Linked DNA regions of Sus scrofa: region 2 is linked to region 1. Evidence: chromatin contacts called from public HiChIP or PLAC-seq data. All regions are on one chromosome and are shown on one strand. The core of a region is the stretch at or near the end of the contact, and the rest is flanking DNA. Distances in the headings are between cores, read along the strand shown. Region 1 overlaps PRRX1 (paired mesoderm homeobox protein 1). Region 2 overlaps KIFAP3 (kinesin-associated protein 3).

Evidence for each region. HiChIP or PLAC-seq counts read pairs in DNA pulled down with a chosen protein or histone mark.
Region 2: a contact with region 1 is called in an H3K27ac HiChIP or PLAC-seq map of skeletal muscle. The contact joins two enhancer-like sites. A contact is called at or near these places in 1 of 47 Hi-C or Micro-C datasets (embryonic fibroblasts) and 1 of 2 datasets of contacts at active chromatin or transcription factors (skeletal muscle).

Annotation. Positions count from the first base shown.
Region 1 is chr4:80,436,219-80,439,802 of Sscrofa11.1, forward strand. All of the region lies in intron 3 of PRRX1 (paired mesoderm homeobox protein 1), which reads right to left. All of the region lies in intron 2 of LOC106510093 (a long non-coding RNA gene), which reads left to right. Among named protein-coding and RNA genes, the nearest start is that of PRRX1, 65 kb to the right of the region's middle. Within about 2 kb of position 1,558, at least 8 of the 83 cell types and tissues checked have an H3K27ac peak or open chromatin away from gene starts, as enhancers often do. A contact at or near this core is called in skeletal muscle, where this site is marked.
Region 2 is chr4:81,068,039-81,071,644 of Sscrofa11.1, forward strand. KIFAP3 (kinesin-associated protein 3) reads left to right here. Exons shown (of 21, transcript XM_021089425.1): 18 at 1,694-1,883. Among named protein-coding and RNA genes, the nearest start is that of SCYL3, 64 kb to the right of the region's middle. Within about 2 kb of position 1,918, at least 1 of the 83 cell types and tissues checked has an H3K27ac peak or open chromatin away from gene starts, as enhancers often do. A contact at or near this core is called in skeletal muscle, where this site is marked.

The DNA.
Region 1 (3,584 bases), core at 308-2,807:
TATCTTTGGTTTGTTCTTTTGTCGGAGGAAGAACGACAGAAGTACACCTCCTTCATCTAAAAAAATTCAATGTGAGTTTTCCTAGGGAAATTTACTTTTAAAGAGAGACCCACAAAATCCTTTTGGAAGTGCTCTTTGGTGATTTAAATAATCATTTCCAACGTCTGTTTTTCAAACTCGGGAGCTGAGTTTTTGAAGTGTATTTAGCTCTTAAAGTGGACAATAGGACCATATTTCATTTGTAAACGTTCAGTTTGCACGGCATATTCAGTGAGACTTCCACCATTTTTTTTTTTTTACTTCCACCATTTTAAAGTTTTTCTTTCTAGAAATATTTTATATTTGAAGGCTTGCCTATTTTCTATCATCTCATGATTTTTGTATTTCTTTTTTGAAATGCACGTTGCTTAAACATAGGTTCCAAATTACCTCGTGAGACATATAATAGGGAAACTATCACTAGCTTGATTTTAGATACAAGGCTACATAAAAGAGTGATGACCCAACTGGCCTGAGTTGCAGCAGCCAGGACAAGAACACAGTTCTTCTGACCTCTGTCCCACATCCTACAGTCATCTAAAACCACACTCTTCAAAGTATGGACCAAGTGTCAACAGCATGGCCCTCACATGGCAGCACGTTAGAGGCACAAATCCCAGGTCCTGCCACAGACTCACTGAATCTGAGTCTGCACCGTAACACGATTCCAGATGATTCACTTGCCCAGTAATCTGTGACGAGCCCTGCTCTAGGCCATCAGACTACTTTAACTCTAAGGACATATTTTCTTACAGCTCTGGTTTCCAATAGGATTCCCCACTTGAGGACCTCACTGCTTTCATTCCTAGGACTGTAAAACCCCACTTTCTTCAACAGAGTTAATTCCCACTTAAACCCTGCCCCCAGCAGCCACCCTCTTTCCCCTCTGACAAGTTACCTTTTCAGTGTCTTCCGTTAGAATCCGTTATGAAGCCCCTCGTGTAAACAACATCTTGGGAGGGACGAGGATCTATTTTTGAAAGTGTGAAAGGGAGAAATGAGCCAAATGCGTTCAGCAGATGTCAGGCAGCACTGTGACCACGATCAAATGAGGGGAGGTGGAGAAGGAGAAGGTTGGGGGGAGGAAAATTGTGGATAAGGATGGCTGGCCTCTCTTTCACTTGTCATTAGTTGTCTTTGAAGCCCAGCCCTCCCTCTGGAAAGGGCACTCCAGACCAATACTGCAGAGCCAGGCCATTCTCTACCTTTCACAGGAAAGGATGTTTCTGCAGAAAAGATTCTTGACTACTTCATCTAAAACAGCAGTCAAAAGTCTAGGACTTGGTTAATCCCTGCTACCCAAGAGGCAAAGCACTACAAGATAATGAGTCTTAATAACTTTGGTGCTTCTGTGTGCTTTCATTTGCTTAAGGAAACAGTTCTAAGCTAAGCAGTGAGCATATGGGCCAAAGACAAGCTTTTTTCAACTGGCTACGGGTAGATAAAGAAGACACCTGCCAGGACAGTAGTGGCCTGTTAGAGAATACTTTGCTCCTCCCAGTGACTCAGTTGCCTGCCTGACATCATCACCTCTAACATGCTCAAGGGAATGAAAGAGGTCAGGACGTGCTATAAATAGAGTGACCCATACATCTCTGTTTGCCAGGGACAATCCCAGTTTATGCCTGTTGTCCTAGTGTCATTATTAATAGTACTCCCCTTTCACTCTCAAAAGTGTCCCAGTTTGAATGATAAATTATACAGCCTCCACTCTGGATATAAAAGACACCCAGAAAAAAAAAAATGTTTTGGCTGTTTCCCATCCCATAATTCTGACCATATGCACGCTATTGCTTTGAGTCTTGGTTTCCTCCTCTCTTCTTCCAGGGGAGAGCTGTGGAAGTCAGCAAACTGACCCTCTGGCAAAACTGTCTGCTCACTGTCCCCGAGTTGCATGACCAAGGCACATCATTTATTCCAGGGGGTGCCTGCACACCCCACAACGTGGACCTCAGCTGCAGGCAGGCCTCACAGATCTGAGACAAAGCCCTGAATCAAACAGGCATGTTTATGTAGTTCTCCAATCTTATACTTTTTACTATTTTTGATATCATATAAGGTTTAATTTGAATGAAAATATGGTTATGTGGCAAATATGTTGGACAGAAAGAGGAATCATGAGCACTGGCTCTAATTCTGCTTGCTGAAGGCTTAAACTTGGGCAAGTGTTCAGTCTCTTCTTTGGAACCAGATCAAGGACAGAGCTGCCACACGGGAGCATCCAAGGATTAACCAAGAGAAATGCCTTTTAATGAACGTCACATGTGAGATAACTACTTTGACATAAGAGTATCAACAGAAATAGCAAGTTCATGTTCCATAACACAAAAAGTGTATCGTTTCTTTTGCTTTTCATCACTTGTTTTTCTTTTATATTTTCTTAACAAGACTTATATTTCCTACCAAGCTTCAAAATGTGAAATCATAATGTATTTTGGTTCTAAACATAGCAGAAAAATCTCCAAGTAACAAAATAGCTTTTGCCACTTTCAGAAATTGATCAAAATATAAACACTTCAGTCAACATTGGGTCAAAAAAAAAACCATTATTATTGATTAAATTACTGCTTAAACCATCATTTTTTCTACTTAAATCTGGAGATTAATTTATTCTTCATACAGAACATGAACAATCAGATTCTATGAAATGTTGAATTATTTTTTACAAACTCTGCCTAAGAGAGAAATGATATAAAAGTATACCATGAACTGAGTAAGAAGTACTAGGTTATATGATTTTAAGTGAAAGGAGCAGAATAAAAAATAGTATTTACACTAAATCTATACTATATAAAATACTGAATTCTAATTGTAAAAATAAACGAACTATCTCAAGGTGGCGCAATTATGAGTGTTTTTAAAAAGTGTATCTAGTTTTTCTACATAATCTTCCAAATTAAAATAGAACACTCCCCCCCCAAAGCACACATAAATTCCATGTTAATAATTTCAGTTAGATTCCCATGTACAAAGTATATATTGAGGCAGGCACTGGGATTTGAATTTCCACTGAGGTCCAGATAATGTAGCCCAATGTAATTAAGGGAGTATTCATCCCCATTCATGCAGTGTACTGCCCTCATCCTCTCACTAGTTAGGACCACATGATAGTCATCTGCCTTATTGGAACTGGTATAAAAAGTTCCTCACTAGGACCCAGGAAGAAAAAGGAGCTAAACTTCCTGGTTGTGACCAAATTCAAACCAGAGACCTTGAAACATCAATCAAGCTCTGAACCACATCCATTTCTGAAGCCATTTAATGAGTCTATGAACTATCAATATTTATCAGAGAAACAAAGCAGTCATCCACTTACTTAAAATATTAAAGAATATGTTATTTCACTATGGTCTTCAAAATGTGTTTTTAATAAATCCTATAAGAGGAGTCTATATTTTAAATAGGACACACAGACATAACTAATCTTGAAATCAGCAAGGCATACTATGTCTGAGAGCTATAGAAATGTCCAATTTCTTTTGTACAGAGTCTCCATGTACTAAGACCAAAGTAATTCACACTAATTTCACAATCGGGAATTTAAA
Region 2 (3,606 bases), core at 668-3,167, 630 kb after region 1:
AATAAAATAATTAATATTTGTACTAGATCTTTTGTACTATTTAATTTCAGATAATTATATTAGCAAATAAACTACCTAATGGGAATATTAATAGATAACCATTAGAAAGAATGAAAGCTTAGTAATTTGGTGGTAGGAGTTTCTGTCGTGCCTCACGGAAACAAGTCTGACTGGTATCCATGAGGATGCAGGTTCCAATCCCTGGCCTCGCTCAGTGGGTTAAGGATCCAGTGTTACTGTGAGTTGTAGTGTAGGTCTCAGATACAGCTCAGATCCTGCATTGCTGTGGCTGTGGCATAGACCCGCAGCTGCAGCTCCAATTTGACCCCTAGCCTGGGAACTTCCATGTGCCGTGGGTGTGGCCCTAAAAAAAAAAGCAAAATAATAATAATAATAATTTGGTGGTAAAATTGCCATTAGCATTACCATAGCCAAAAAATATCTTCTACCTCCACCAACCTTATTTGAAAAGGAACATCTATATAGTTTCAGAGATGTACAGTATAGAACACATAGTGTGACAGCTGATACTGCTAAGAGATATATTGATAATTTGAAAGTTAAATTTAAGGAAATAATTGTAGGAGTTCCCGTCGTGGCGCAGTGGTTAACGAATCCGACTAGGAACCACGAGGTTGCGGGTTTGGTCCCTGCCCTTGCTCCGTGGGTTAACGATCCGGCGTTGCCGTGAGCTGTGGTGTAGGTTGCAGACGCGGCTCAGATCCTGCTTTGCTGTGGCTCTGGCGTAGGCTGGCGGCCACAGCTCCGATTAGACCCGTAGCCTGGGAACCTCCATATGCCGTGGGAGTGGCCCAAGAAATAGCAAAAAGACAAAAAAAAAAAAAAAAAGAAAAGAAAAGAATTGTAAACAAAAGTGTTAAAGATATGACAGAGGAATTCAAGATTAAGGACCCCGGGATTCAAATGACAAATACCTGAAGCCTTTTTTTTTTTTCTATCTAGGCTATCAGTAGCACTGTCTATTAATTTTCAAGTGAATATACTTGTCAGAAGTAACCGTAAACTGTAGGGCACTAGATAGGTTCAGCTGTAGCTTATATCTTGCCTACTTGTCCTTCAGAAACATCCACCAATGACTTGTGTGTAAACAGATGTCACAAATATGTGAATAAGCCACAGTCTTGCTCCTCAAGAGTTCATGGTTGAAGCAGGAGATATTTAAAGAAATAATTATAAATAAGACATTATTTTGTGGTTGAAACAGAATCGAATTAAATTATATTTGTTTTTGTAATAAACCATTTCAGTTGTTAATAGTGATTCTTTTTCTACTAAAAAATGTTATCTAAACAAAAAGATGCAGCAAAAGATATAATTTTAATACTTAACTACCTGTCACTGCCACAATAATTATAGTCACAAAACTTTTTGGAAGCTGAAGTCTGATTGCTTACCTGAATTCTAGTAATACTTAAAAAGAATTTGTGAAATTTGAACTTTTCTAATTTTTGCCATTGCCAGTAGTGATTGGTAATCTAAACAGAGATGTCTTTAATATATGTATTTGATTTTTATTGGTTATTGTATACAATAATTCTAAACAAGTACTTTTAATGTTTCCTCTAACCCAAACAATCCCCCACCATTCTCTTCTTATAAAAGTACTATCTTGAGTGCCAAGGGAATTCCTTCACAAACTTACACAAAAATAATTGACTATTTTTTGCCACAGGAATATGATGAAGAATGGGCTAAGAAAATTCAGAGTGAAAAGTTTCGCTGGCATAACTCTCAGTGGCTGGAGATGGTAGAGAGTCGTCAGATGGATGAGAGTGAGCAGTACTTGTATGGTGATGATCGAATTGAGCCATACATCCATGAAGGAGATATTCTCGAGAGACCTGACCTTTTCTACAGCTCAGGTAAGATGATAACCAAAGCAAAAATAAATTGTTTGTGTGCTATAAATAGCAATTTTAGTCTATCAGCCTTGCTCATTGCCAAGCTTTGTAAGCACTTTTGATATATAAATAGTCTTCGGCTAATGATTTCAGACATAACATCAATACATACCAAGCAAATCTATTAGCTCACCATTATTTTTTTCCAAGTTAATCTTTAATGTCATCTCCATTAAAAAGGCTGTAACTAGGAAAATTAATTGCTCTTAGTTTATTGCCTTCTAGAATGTGTAACTTAAAAATGACATCTTCAAGATTTCTGACTTCCGTGTGAAAGTGATATCTTACTCTATTCTGCTTGTATTTAAATGTATATTTTACTAATTTATGTTAGTCTTCCAATGTATTTCATTTTAACAGTCTCATTTTGCCATGGTTTTGCTTTAGTTTCTAGCTAGCGACCCCTATTTGGTATTCTGGTTGGGAAGATTTAGATACTTTACAGCAATAATTTTTTTTCATTCAAAACTGCCAGTATCTTCAAGGTAAAATTTAATTTGTACATATATTTTACATATATCATAACTTTGTTGATTCTGCCATCCTGCCTTTTTTCAGGGATTTTGGCAAGAACAGTTAGTTTTTGCATGTTTTGCCCTTTAATGTGTTGCACTGTTGTCAATATTAATAACTTTATTGAAATCATTTAGTTGAAAAGAAGAAGGAAAGGATTTCTAATTAAGATCTGTAGCAGACTGGAAATAAGCATTTAAAATAATTGTATCTGAATTGATGGCTCATTTTTTTCTACTGTGTACTCATTCATGTTTTCATAATAGTGTATTGTATATATTGCCCATAATGCTGCATTATTTTTGTATTTGATATAGATACTTGAATCCTGGAAAAGTGATACTTTACTTTGAAAATTGAATAGATTTCTTCCTAACTGAACTTTACAGTAGTTATGAAATACCACTTTGTGTTTCAAACCAGATGGAGTAGATCATTAATTTCAACCAACCAGGATTTCTTAGTTCAGTAATGACAAGCAGCTGTTCCTTACATATTCTGATATTCATGAAGTAAAGTGATGTAAAATGTATATGATATGAATTTTTTGATAATAGAAATCAGAATTTCTTAGAATCAGATTTCTTGCTTTGAAGATTGATAGCTACTTTTCAGTATGAATCAAAGACCAGTTTCCAAAACAGAATAAACTTTTAACCACCTCTGTATTTATCTTTGTTGTTCTAATACAATTAGAATTTCAGAACGTATTTTGAAAAAGTTATACCACATTTCCAAAATTTATTTAAATTAACCTCTTAAAATGAAAATCATGAACATTTTTCTTTGAGCTATTATATAATTAAAATGTACAATTTATGCTTTTATGAGAATTCTGAATTATATGCAGTTTTATATATCAAAATTTACAAAAGCCATAGTTGGAAAAATAAACAAGCATAAGCATTTGAGGGATGAAATGTTGTCATTAGATATAGTCATGGTGGTTGTTTTTATACCTGTAGCCTAATGATATGGTAGACACTTGACAGCAGAGATTACATTGCCATGAGTTCAAAGATATAGTTCTTACATCAAGCCGTCTGTACCTTTTTCATCTATTATTCTTTGTTTTGCTTTTTTTGTTTTGTTTTTTTTTAGCTTTTTAGGGCTACACCTGCAGCATACGGAAGTTCCCAGGCTAGGAGTCGAATCAGAGCTACAGCTGCTG